Regions from separate parts of the Rattus norvegicus genome. Here region 2 is linked to region 1. A link is a contact called in public Hi-C data. All regions are on one chromosome and are shown on one strand. The core of a region is the stretch at or near the end of the contact, and the rest is flanking DNA. Distances in the headings are between cores, read along the strand shown.

The links. Hi-C and Micro-C count contacts between places; a contact is called where the count stands out from the background.
Region 2: a Hi-C map of the A7r5 cell line shows a contact between it and region 1, with 4 times the contacts expected there. The contact joins two enhancer-like sites. A contact is called at or near these places in 4 of 12 Hi-C or Micro-C datasets (the A7r5 cell line, the Rat2 cell line, kidney and 1 more).

The regions. Positions count from the first base shown.
Region 1 is chr16:37,920,717-37,927,278 of GRCr8, reverse strand. LOC103693946 (a long non-coding RNA gene) reads right to left here. Exons shown (of 2, transcript XR_596448.3): 2 at 6,227-6,562. Among named protein-coding and RNA genes, the nearest start is that of Hand2, 7.5 kb to the left of the region's middle. Within about 2 kb of position 3,293, at least 22 of the 93 cell types and tissues checked have an H3K27ac peak or open chromatin away from gene starts, as enhancers often do. A contact at or near this core is called in the A7r5 cell line, where this site is marked.
Region 2 is chr16:38,586,587-38,592,715 of GRCr8, reverse strand. No RefSeq gene overlaps it. Among named protein-coding and RNA genes, the nearest start is that of Fbxo8, 130 kb to the left of the region's middle. Within about 2 kb of position 3,910, at least 3 of the 93 cell types and tissues checked have an H3K27ac peak or open chromatin away from gene starts, as enhancers often do. A contact at or near this core is called in the A7r5 cell line, where this site is marked.

The DNA.
Region 1 (6,562 bases), core at 2,044-4,543:
AGATTCTCATATGAGCAGCGGCGGTGGAGGAGGGGAGTCTTTTGAAAAGAGTCTATGATTAGGTAACAAGGAATTTTACGTCAAGTAAGAAATCGCGAACAAGACCACAGATTTAAAGGGGGGCAAGGGGTTGGGTTAGATTTACAAGGAGCTACAGGGAACTCAATATTAACTGCTCTCGGTGTCTGGAGTCTTCGAAGCTGCAGCTCGAGCAAGTGGCAACCTACCCCTGAATAGTGGACCCCTAGAACTTCACCAGGCTTTGCTGTTCTGGGGTCCTGTACTGCCGCTTTTCCCTAGGTTAAACAGAGCTTCACTCCTGGTTCTAGAAATCAAAGAAGCTGAAGTGCTATTAGGAATGGGTGGAAAACTGGGGGAGATGAAAAGTATTTAAACGTGGTTTGTTTCATGAAGTTCCATGACCAGACTTTCATGAAGTCTGGTGTTGTAGAGCCTTGCCTAAGGGTTTCCAGTTTTAGCCATCCTTGGGGTGATATTCACACCTTACCTCCAGGCACAAACCCTCGTTCCCACGGCTCACTCTTGGCTTCCCTGACCCGGGTGGTCTTCAGTCAGCCAGCCCAGCCCTTCGTGGGTGAGGGGGGGCGGGTGTGAGTGGTGTTTCGGACTTCTGCGGATGGCTGACAACAGGAGGGCGAGGGGTTAGAACAACTAGGCCAAAGCGATCTGAACTTTCTCCCCTTAGGTCAGCCGATGCTGGGCCGACCTGGTGGGCAAGGGGCTGTGTTTACAGACACATGCCTTTGTTTATAGCATGGGGATGATGGTTGGCCAGGTTTTCTGTAGCTTTCTGGACCATTGTCTGTTTGACCAAGCGGCTCTCTCCTTTGGCCTGCAGAGGTCTTCTGCATCTTCACTTTTAGCTCACTTGCAGCTCAGAAGAAAGATTCCATGTTTTAGAGCTAGAAGAAAGGAATCTAAGAGGGTTCTAGAATGGACAGAGATGAGATGGGTTACCACCTAAACACATCTGTTATCGTCACCATGAGCTTGTGTGCCTGTGCATGCCTTTGTCTTCTCTTCTAGGCCTTAATGGATTCTGGTTTAATCAGCTGTTCTGCTTCATTAAATTCCAGCACAAGGGAATCAAAAGATCCTAGTGCACTGTTCATAGGTGATCATTTTACTAATCTTGGTGCGTTTGGACTGGCAATCCAGGCATCCATCCCTGTTGACTATCTAGAGTCATTGAGCTGCAGAGGCCTCTCTCCCCCCAAGTCAGTACTAAGCCCCAACGTTGAATCCACCCTACCACTCCAACCGTCCAGGAAACCCAACTGGCTAGAATCCAGCTGACTTAGTACTAAAGCCAGTTGAAAGCCCAGATGCTCCAAATGCCTCAGCTGAGCAAACCAGTTAACTGGACACAGTTCTAAACTAGCTGGACCCTTCAACCTGCAGAACATACAGATAATCCTTTCCTCCGTCTGGAATCTAAACTGTTCCAACATCCCCAGCCACATATTTTGCCTTGTCAAACTCCCATGGGGTGGGCTAGTGTGCTGGGGGGGGGATTTCTGCAGTGATTCTATGCTTTTTCTCAGCTACACACTTTTTATTCTTTGTTTAAAGGCGGTGGAGGAGAGAGATTCTGCTTGTGGGAATGGCTAAAGGGCCTCTGCTTTAATTGCTCGGATAATGTGTTTGCTGCCATTTTGTTAAGAGCAATCACTCCTGCAGCGAATTCACAAGCGTTCTAGACAGGCCGGAGCCGACAAAACATGTAGGATTTGACGTTAAAAGCTAAATGGGAAGTTGGGGCACAGAAGGTAAATTGATGGTCGATCTGGCTGTCAGAGCTCAGCCCCAGACCTCTGCATGGACTAAGGTCTGATAACCCTGCAGCACCGACAGGCTGCTCTCTCTCTCTCTCTCTCTCTCTCTCTCTCTCTCTCTCTCTCTCTCTCTCTCTCTCTCTCTCTCTCAGCTTGGAAATGAGTCTGGAAATCTCAGAGTGGACCTCAGTCAGTATCCTCCACGGCTGGCTTTCCTAGGACGTTTGCTCCCAGCCCACAGACACTGACAGCAGCTACCAGACAGCTTGTCCAAAATGATAGCTAGGTCACTGTGGGACTGTGCATGCCTACGAAAACCTAGAGACACACTGAGTAAGCAGGAATTTCTGGCTAGTTCTGTTGCAGCATTTTCTTTGAGGGGAGGGTTCAGAATTTAGATTGTAGAAGGAACTGCTGGTGAGTTGATTTCAGCGTTGAAAAATGGGTGCAGCAGTGTCACCGGCGATGCCACTCTCCGTGACCCTTTAAAAATGTGTCTGCCTCACTTCCCGGTGGAATGATGGCCCAATCTGCTTCCCTTACCTGTAGTTCTGCTGGTTTCTGCCCCCCCACCCCCAGCCGCAGAGAATCTCAAAGCCAGTCTCTCCTGGTGTCAAAGTATGGGCAGGGGGCAGGGGGCAATTTAGGATTTCAAATTTGAAAGGAAGAGGTGTGAGGAATGGAGAGTGATCTCAAATGCAAAATTGCGGGAGGCAAGAGCTTGGGGCTACTCTACCCCACCCCCAGACTTTGAGCAGAGAACCGGGATCAGGTGCTAGGGCCTGAACTGCGTCACAGGGCTACCAAACAGAGCAAGGGATGGAGCGAAGCCTGGACTTGCATGAGAACAGCGGGCCTACAAAGTATAGAAATCTGTTCCACGAACCCTGAATCTTTTCCCATATGCCATTTCTCAGATCGTTTGTGTGGGTATTGTGGCTTATCTTCCACCGCCGCCTTTCATTTATCTTGCTTCTAGTGCGCGAGCCCTACCTACGCACTCCGAGTTGGAAGAAGGGTCGGCTGGGGAGCCCAAAACAGAGTTTGTTTGAAAGGGAAATCTGTGGTGCATAAACACTATGGACTACTGAATCCGGTCCCTGGCATGATTATTTTAACCTAGGAGAATTGGAGCCTCTGAAAGTCAAATCCTCTGGCCCAGATCTCCGCAGGAGGAGAGGGCACTAGCATGTCTCCTTTCCGCTCTTGTCCCAGCCCTCGGATCTTGTGGACAGAAAGAAAAATCGCAAGGAACCGCTCTCAGACTGGGGTTCAGAAACGGGCTGGAGGCCCCCCCAGCAGCCTAAATTGCCCCTGTGGAGATTATCGGGGTGTGTGGAAGAGATCCGTTAGATATTTTTAACTGTTTAAAAGAGGAAGAAAGGAGGCTGTTCCAAAAAAGGAAACCAATCTCACGTTTCCGGGGGCCGGACAGTTCTAAAAAGCGCCGCCTCACCACCCAGCCGGTGTGCTTCGAAGCATAGCAACTGTCTGCTCCAGTCATTAGCCTAGAACGGCCAGAGCCTTTGGCCGGCCAGCCTCCTGGAAGTAAATGGAACGTAGTCCCGGACTCACGCCCACAATTCTAACCCCCCGCCCCCCGATTCTCACCGGCTCCGCAGATTCTCACCGTTTCACCCGGCCCAAGTCAGTAATCTTGCAGAAGCGAGAGCAACAACCCCCTGCATATACATTCCCTCCAAATTTCTCCGGTATTTGGACCGCTTTGATGATCAGATGGTAGAGGCCTGATTACAAATTTATTCCCGGCCTCTCGGACCGTCTTTATCTCCGCTATTAGGGACATCTGGGAGTGATTAGTGCCGGGCCCGCTCCCGGCCGCGCTTTGCTATCTCGCCGCAGCGAGGCCCTGAGGCTCGCTGACGTCAGGGCAGACGGCCCGGAGCCATCCCAGCAGAGCTAGCTGGGTGTAATCGGCGGCTGCGCGGCCAAGTCCTCCCGGGGCCAGGCAGGCAGCTGGAAAGCCCCATCCGCCTGCGCGGAGAGACCTTCTAAATAGATATATTTTTATCCGGGAACATTTTTCTGTCTTGTTTTGCTTTCCTTGTTTGGGGGAGAGGAGGGGCCAGTTGGCGATGCTTACTTGAAATCTTCCAAATCTCTCTGTCTTGTGCATCCCTCTTAGAAAAGCCGTTGACCTTTGGTTCCTACCGATCAGCGCTCCTTTGCTACCCAGGAACCAAGCGCTGCTTCCCAACACCAATAGAGGCAGCTTGGTGGTGGTGGTGGTGGTGGTGGTGGTGGTGGTGGTGGTGGTGGTGGTGGTGGTGGTGGAAAGCCAGAGCAAAATGGGGACTCACGTGGTTATGAGTAGCCCTTATGTGGCCAAACGACACGCAGGAAATTTTTTAGAGGTATCTAGTGTCCTGCCCACAGCATCGGGCTGTGTTATACAGTTCTTGTGATCAAAAATGGTGGAAATTTCTGCCTTAGGGGACGACCTGGCAGAAGTGATTACAGAACATCACTTCTCTTGAGACTGCACCTCTGCACCTGCTTTAGAGTGTAATAGATCTAGTGGCAGCTGGCCAGCTGGAGACACCTCTTGAGCATGACACGCGACTAGCGTGGGCAGCTTTGTCCTCTGCTGTGTTGCGGTGTCCAGAACAGAAGAACGAGATCTGTGTAAGATTCCTAGATGCTCACGACCTCTGACCCCGCTAAGCTGCTGACTGGCAGGGCAGGTGCTGTGCCGAACTCATTATCTGAACTGTCTAGGATGGGGCTTTCCCTTCCCCAGAGAAATAACAAGATTACAAATTCACCCATATTTCATCCAAGCCTCCAAAAAATCCTGATTGGATAGGCCAGAAACTTCATTTCAGAGCTTGCAATTCTTAAAACCCCTGCAGAAAATTCTAGAACCGCCACAATTAGTTCAGAATCTTAGGAATGTTTTCCTTGAACCACCAAAAATATTGTCTGGTGTGGGTAAGGGTGACAGTATCGAATATGAAGAAAGACCAGGCCAAGGCCTCCATTATTAAAGTCTACAGCCTTCAAGAGAATTGGCCATGGAATGTATCGTGCTATATCTCAGTTTACCTTGGCCAGTGATTGATGCCTTGTAGCAGCTTGGGATTTATTTTCTCATAAATTCAAGAGGGCAAACAGCCTGTTTAGTCAGAGCCTGCACTGGATTTAGAGGGAAAGAAGACAGCATTGGTTTGAGGGAACAGATAAAATGTCAAACTCCACATAAGGGGACTGAGGATCTAAAAACAAACTGGAGAATGGAGAATCCCCAAAAGTTCGTCACAACAGACTGAACCAAGTCTACAGAACAAACTCCACACATCTTCTTGTGATCCAGACTAGGGAGGGGCAGTTTTCTCTAAGTCAGAGGAAAATGTCACCTTGAGTTTCCCATTTCCATTCATTCCTGTCCTCTGCATGTGAGGGAAACACTCTAGTGTGTGGATTGAAGAATTGATCTTTAGTGACATCAGGACTTTGGCCTGGCTGAGAAGCAAAGGAAGCAAAGCCTCAGAGCCTGGTTTTGAGAGTGTTGCCAGGTGGGTTCTTCAAGGTCTGCCTTAGTGTTGTAATCTGGTTGGTTCAGACAACCAAATTTCTCAACCATCAAAACCACAAAGACCCACGTGATTCTGACCTACAGTGTTTTCTTGTTCCAGGTAAAAATTATATGAGGGTGGAGTCAAATTGTGTGCCCAGAGATTCCCCATGTATATACACGACCAAAGAAGCTAGGTCCACAGGAAGGTGAGCCTTTCAAATAAAGAGCATGGAGTAGTAGACAATTCTAGTCTCCAACTGATGCCTCAGCTGCTTTCTTGAGTAATTTTTGTTTTCCAAAGTGTGTTTGCATCTGGTAGGACCTTGCTAAGATAGCACAGACTTACCCAAAATGCTCTATCAGGACAAAGTCTCAAAACATGACAATCCCCTTGCCTCTGACTTCCAAACACTGGGATTACAGGCATATGCCATTAAACTCAACTTCAAATAATATTTTTAATGCACAGCCCATTGGACCCAACTAACTTAATGCTTCTCTTATGACTATGATTTCAAAATGTAATCCCCTGTTGTAACACCGCGCCATCCTTCAGGCATTGGTGAGCAGGTACTGAAGAGTCATGGAGACCTGCAGAAGCCTATTATTTGTCATCCTGATGCTTGCTGATCAGCCAGCAAAATTTCACTTAAAACAAACAATGTGCTTACTCAAAGGGCAGAGTGTTCAAACTTCAGTAAGCATATTGCCTAGAAGGGGCCAGAAAAGATAGTATTCTAAACCAAGATGGCAGTAAATCCCGCCCTTTCGGAAAAGACAGGAACCAATGGCCGTTCACCAGAGCCTTCTTTTTAAGATAGATTGCAACTGTTGCTTGGCACTGATATTTTTGTCTTTGGGATAAAACAGAAATGCTGTGTGTGTGTGTGTGTGTGTGTGTGTGTGTGTGTGTGTGTGTGTGTGTGTGTGTGTGTTGCTTGTGGCTTTAGTTTTAAAGAAAAAACCCTGGAAACAAAAATCTAAGTTTGTAGTAGTAGTTGAGGAAGAAGAAAAACTGATGCGGTTTTAATGGGGGGGGTGGGGGTGGCGGTCAGACCGCCTGACCATCGCCTTCCCTTGAAAATCTGGTTTTCATATTCTCGCTCAGTAATCACCCAAAGCCATAACTGTCTCTGAAATTATTCATTAAAGTCATTTTCAGGGATTCTCACAGGATGACTCTTACGTTTATGATCTGAGAGCAATGACATCAGCCTCTGTCTTTTTT
Region 2 (6,129 bases), core at 2,661-5,160, 660 kb before region 1:
TTTTTGAGTGCATTTGGTCACACGGCCACCCATGCAATGACTCAATGATTTCAGTGAATATTGATAACTAAGAAGCTCATAGCCTAACACCATGCCTTCCATGGGGAAAATGATCACATAACAAAATATATGATGTTTATAATTTCAAGTCAGTCCAAACAAATAAGTAACAGCTTTTATGTTTTTAGAGCCTCATAATCTTGTGATGTAACTTACAGAAGAGTCAAGAGGCAGTCTGCCCTCATTTATGAAGATGTAAAATTATTCACACTCAGGTACCTCTTGCTGCTTTCCATCACACAGAACTTGTTACATTATGACAAGTCAAAATTAAAGGGTGTAGCCATGAATGTGACGGGGAACCTCACAAGCAGATAAGTCGTTCATTGTTGATGACTTGCTGAAGTCAAATTGTGAAGTTTTCTTTTTAGAGAGGTGATTATCACCTCTGTGTGTTTTTTCATATTAGACAAATGAAGCGTGAGATAGTTCAACTTGACTTTAAAACAAAACTCAACTTTTATGATGACATTAGAGTATGGCATTTCTGTGCCAACTGTTGGCATCTATTTATAAAGAAGTTGTCTTTGCCCATCATACTGTAGACTGGTAAAACACCATTACATCGCCCAGAGACGTGTAATCTGCATTACTGCATTATGCTCATGGTATGGAATATAAGTGACTATTCAAATATCTGTTGAATCAGACTATCCCCCTGTTAAGCTGTATTTCCAGAGACATTCACTTGGTTTTTCTCATGATGCTGCTAGAACTAGTTAAATATGGTTTCTCATATAGGTAAATTGTTAGGCATTTAGGCTGCTGGGAAAAAACTGAGTGTTTTCACAATAGTATACGAATTGTTTAATTTCCAAAATTAAGTTCTAATTGCCAAGCAAAGAAAGCCTTTAGTACATAAAACGTGTTATCCAAACTAAATCTTTTTTTGATATGGAATACATTTAGAAAATGAAAAAAGTCAGTATTTATCACTCTTCAATCTTGATAAAGGTTAAACTTTTTTATCTCAGGGACTTGAAAATCTTAGGATTTTCAAAATGCTGCTTCCAGATAATAAAATGCTATTGGGCAGCTATGAATAAATCTTAGTGGATAAAGGGCATGCTGTATAAACACAGAGCGCTCAATATGATGCTCAGAACTTATGATAAAACATAAAATGCTAGGTACTGTGGCACATGCTTATATTCCAAGTGTTGGGGAGGCAGAGAGAGGCAGATCCATGGCCTACTGTTGAGTTGCAGACTGGTGACAGACATTTTTCTAAAGAGGGGAAAAAAAGAGGTAAAAACCACCTAAACCATTTATGTAGTTTCTCGACTTCCACATACACATGCATGAACTTGCACACACCCCCTCATACAGAAATTGCATGTATGCATGCACACACACACACACACACACACACAAACACACACACACACACACAGAGAGAGAGAGAGAGAGAGAGAGAGAGAGAGAGAGAGAGAGAGAGAGAGAGAGAGAGAGTAGGGGCGGTGGGGAGGGAGAATGCACTGTTACCATCAATTTCTTTTTATGTGATTTAATATATATATATATATATATATATATATATATATGCCTAACCTTGCAAAGACTTGATGAACCAGGGTGAGGGGATACCCAGGGGCCCCCTACCCTCTCATAGGAGAGGGGGAATGAGGACAGGGACCCTGTGAGGAGGGGCCAGCAGGTAGGGCTAGCAATCAGGATATACAGTGAATAAATAATGAATTAATTAATGGGGCAAAATTATCTTCACATAACTGCTGGTTCATAAAGAAATAGTGTCTTGCTTTTTAAAGAACTAAGAGATTATTTGATTGAAAAGTGTTGTAATTCACAGAGTATGTTCCATATTGTAGGACTGTTTTCATGTTCAGAAATCAGTCCATTATAAAGTTAAACACTAGGTGGCAATAGAAATCCCCCTAAATTGGATATGCTCTTGTCTTTGCCTATTACCCTTACACTGAAATAGCTTATCTCTGATTGACTTCATTTGTTTCATAGAGAAATTAGAAGCAGGAAGCGATGTGTCCATCATATGTCTCTCAGCATGACTGTCCTTTTCCTTTTAAAGAACTGCATTTAATTGAAACAAAATATCATCTGTCACAAGACTTAGAAGTAACTTCAGTATTTTATATCTACATATACATACGTACACATGCATACTTGGAATATGTTTATTTCATTATGAATATGTATTGATATGTGTGTTTATAGATGCTAATGATGAATCATCACACAAGGTTTTATCATACAAAGTTGAGATGTATGCTTTAACATACACATCCCAATGTGAGGCATTAAATTTGTAAGATATCATAATGTGATGGTTTTGTTCTGCTTTGGCACTACATTTCTACTAATGTGAAGATTTTCCTTGAAGCAGTGTGTTAATAGTGAATTATCTTTCAACAAACACACTTTTCTTAAAATCTGACATCCAAGAAGAAGGAAAATATTTGGACAGTAACAGTACTTGTTAAAAGTATCTACCCAACCTCTGCTAGAATGTGTTCAAATTGTTACCTAAATGCCTTTCATGGAGAAAGAAAGGCAGAATGCTTGAGTAACGAGGAATCAAGGAGAATAAATATTACATGGTTGACTGCCTATCCTGTTTCAATAATATTCACATTAACCTTGAGCCACACACAAGAAATTGGCCACCAGTTTGTTTTGGGGGATGGGTTTAAAGTGCTAAATGTGACAATGGGGATCTATGTGCCTTAAGCTACTAGTTAGTTTCAATTATGCTGCCCTTAATTAATTAAGTAATTAATTGATTGATTAATATTTATTTATTTTCTCCCACATCACTTGAAGTTAGTTGAGTTGGAAGGAGACTTTCTGGTGAAATGATAACATATATTTTTGGGTAAAAATAACAACAGGTCTTAAAAGTAACTTTCCTAATTATTTGCTGCCAGTATTAATTGATCGGTCTTGAAACTAATATTCAAAATAATGTGTTCTCATTTCATCATGGTGAAAACTCACTGCAGATTAAAAAGTCTAAAGACCCACTTGAATGTATAAGTCTGTGTGTTGTATAGTGCTTGATTGGATGCTGAATTTAAAAACAACCCCAAAAGTCATTTAGGGAGGACTGCGATTCAATAAGGAGTTTCTGGGGGATTTGACAGTGTGATAATTTTGAAGCAAGCTGCTCTTATTCTTGGGGACAAGGAGTTATGTTCACTGCAGAAAAGTTTCAAATATGTCACCCAAAACAGGTTCCCCACTCCACGTCTCTTCTCTTCTCTTCTCTTCTCTTCTCTTCTCTTCTCTTCTCTTCTCTTCTCTTCTCTTCTCTTCTCTTCTCTTCTCTCCTCTCCTCTCCTCTCCTCTCCTCTCCTCTCCTCTCCTCTCCTCTCCTCTCCTCTCCTCTCCTCCCCTCCCCTCCCCTCCCCTCTCCTCCCCTCTCCTCCTCTCCTCCCCCCTCCTCTTAGAGAGAGAGAGAGATTGAAAGGCAGAAAGAGGGGGACGATAAATGAAAAAATATTTAAAAATGGATGCCCCCAAGGTGTGTTGGTATAGATTGTGTAATATGCTTATATTGTTGGCATTTCCAAACTAAAAATCTAGGAGAAGAAAGTCAATCATTCTTAATTTCTTGAAATACACTACAGAAAATAAACTGCTGTTGCTCTTTCCTACTCACGTGGAATGAGTCTACCACTTTCTCTAGTTACTCTGTCCTTGATTCTGCTCTTATTGCTCTTACCTGGTTTCTTAGGAATGATGGTTTTGTCTTGTGGATAAGAATTATACTTGTTTCTTGAATGGATTGCAGTCATGCACAAGGCAAGGTTCTGCTATTTTACAAAGAATGCCAGTCACTTCTTCCATAATCCCAGCTACACTGAGCAGAACGAGCTTCCAGGCTGAGTCATCCATTCTCACTGCAAATCGAAACTATGATTCTGAAATCAAACTTTGTAAACCAAAGCAGAGGTTCAGACCCCTAAGAAGCATGTTGTTTTATTGAGTTATCAGCTAAAATGTTTGCTCATGTAACAACTCCAACATCAATAAACAATTTAAAGTGAATTTACTTTAGAACATGAAACATCGAGTCTTTTAGGAGGTCAAATAAATGACAGAAGCCGCTAAGTTCATCACATCTATATAAAGCAAACAGTCACAAATGCCATGTGCTATTTGGTATGTCACTTCATTCAATAAAAGAAGGCAACACATAGTAAAAGAAAATGCTTATAAATATCTGAAATAATGGAAATTGTATTTATTTCTTGTATTAGCATAGTGTTGGAGCATAAAAATATTTAAGGATGTTTCAGCATTTGCACACATTAAAAGAAATCAGTGCCTGTTATCTGCCATGTGTCTTCTGGATGGAATCACGAAAATTAAAAAAAAAACAAAAAAAAAAAAAAACAAAAAAAAGCCACTTAAGCTTTTCTTTGTTGAGTTTGCAACATATGCTTGGAAGAAATGTATTTCACTACTGATTTGCTCACCATATTTCTACAAGTTTAGTAATTTAAAACATTCCTTTGTCATATAAACATATTATTGTTTGAAGTTGTATAAAATGCCTTCTAAACACATCAACATTTAGAGTCATTTGACTTAAATAAAGCAAGCTTCTGTGGGGGCAGCACAAAGCTGCTCATCTCAAATGCTAGTATTTTTGCACTTTAATGACTATGTTAATTTTTTTGTATTTTGCTTTTTAAAAATTGTGGAAGTTCCCCTTTTTTCAAAGTTCTATTAAATAATTGGGTTCTGAATGTGGAAAGAAGAGTCTATTTCATTACAGTTTGATATATCAGAGGGCGGCCTTTCAGAAGCTGAAAGGGTATCTCTGTTTTACATATCACGTATACACATTCTGTTGGTAATAGGACACACATGGAATAGGAAAGACAAGGACTGAAGATGCAACAGGAAGTGATTTTAAGTGCACACTTCCATTCACGCAGTGATTTTAAGTGCACACTTTCATTCACATTTAACAGCTGATATCAAAAACTGTCCCGTGAGAAGCTTCCATATTTTAGAAACCACAAGTCAATCCTGAGTCGTAACGCTTATTCTTTGAGATGGTTCCGTTATGCATGAGAACGTAGGAGAAAGGGAACAAATGTTAGCTTCTCTCAGGAGTGGAGGAAGTTTTGGTTTACAGGGAGCTGCTTGCCAAGGAAAGAGGGAGGTTGTAATTTGTCCCTTTCCAACGAAAAGACAAACCTAAAATTCCAAGGGATGGAAGCATACTTTTTGATTTTTCTAGAGTCTAGAATCTAGGTAGTGAAACTATGTGTTAGAGGAAGTGCAGTGGTGTTTTGTCTTTGTTTTCTTCTCTGATTTAAGGCAGGCCATAATGTCTGCCTTCAGTCGTTAACAGTGCCCTGGGCACCCTGATCCCACCCTTAATATCCTCATGGTGCAATGGCTGCTTCCTGCCTAATTTGCTGACACATGCATGTTGCCCCTCACCTATGGTGCTCGGGAGACTGACAGGGCATGTGGATGGGGTTTATTGCTGTTCCTCCATGTGGGGTTGCCTTAACAGAGATGTCTTGCCGAATACCCGTCGGTTTAGGAGAATCTGAGATCAAGTCTCAGTTTTAGCCTGTTTTGATGAGAGAATTTGTTCTCAGGGCTTCTGAACTTCAGATTGTTGAGAGTAAGCTTGTAAATGCTTGGCCAAGAAATGCCTTTTAATTTTTCCTTCTGTAGCTTTGACCTCGGAATCTCCATAAAGACCACATGGTCCTTGTCCATACGTTGTATGTTTTTCTGCTTACAGAACAGAAGCAAACTTTCCTACATATCAGGCAAAAATAGAAACAGGAAGACTTTGAAAACCATTTAACTTGCTTATTAGAAGTCGGAACTCTTTGCAAACTGTCTATTTTGAAATGTTCGAGGAGATGAAAGGCAGTGGTTACAGATAAGGGAACGGAATGGGGAAATTGTAGCTTGGGCTACGGTTTGAAGCATGTAGTTTGGAATTCACTACGCCATTTTTAGCGTTCCATTTTCTCATTTCAGTTTTCCTTTGTTTCCAGGCTCACCCTTCTTGCTAGTCAGCATTTATTGTGCATTTACTATGTGAATAGTTGTGTG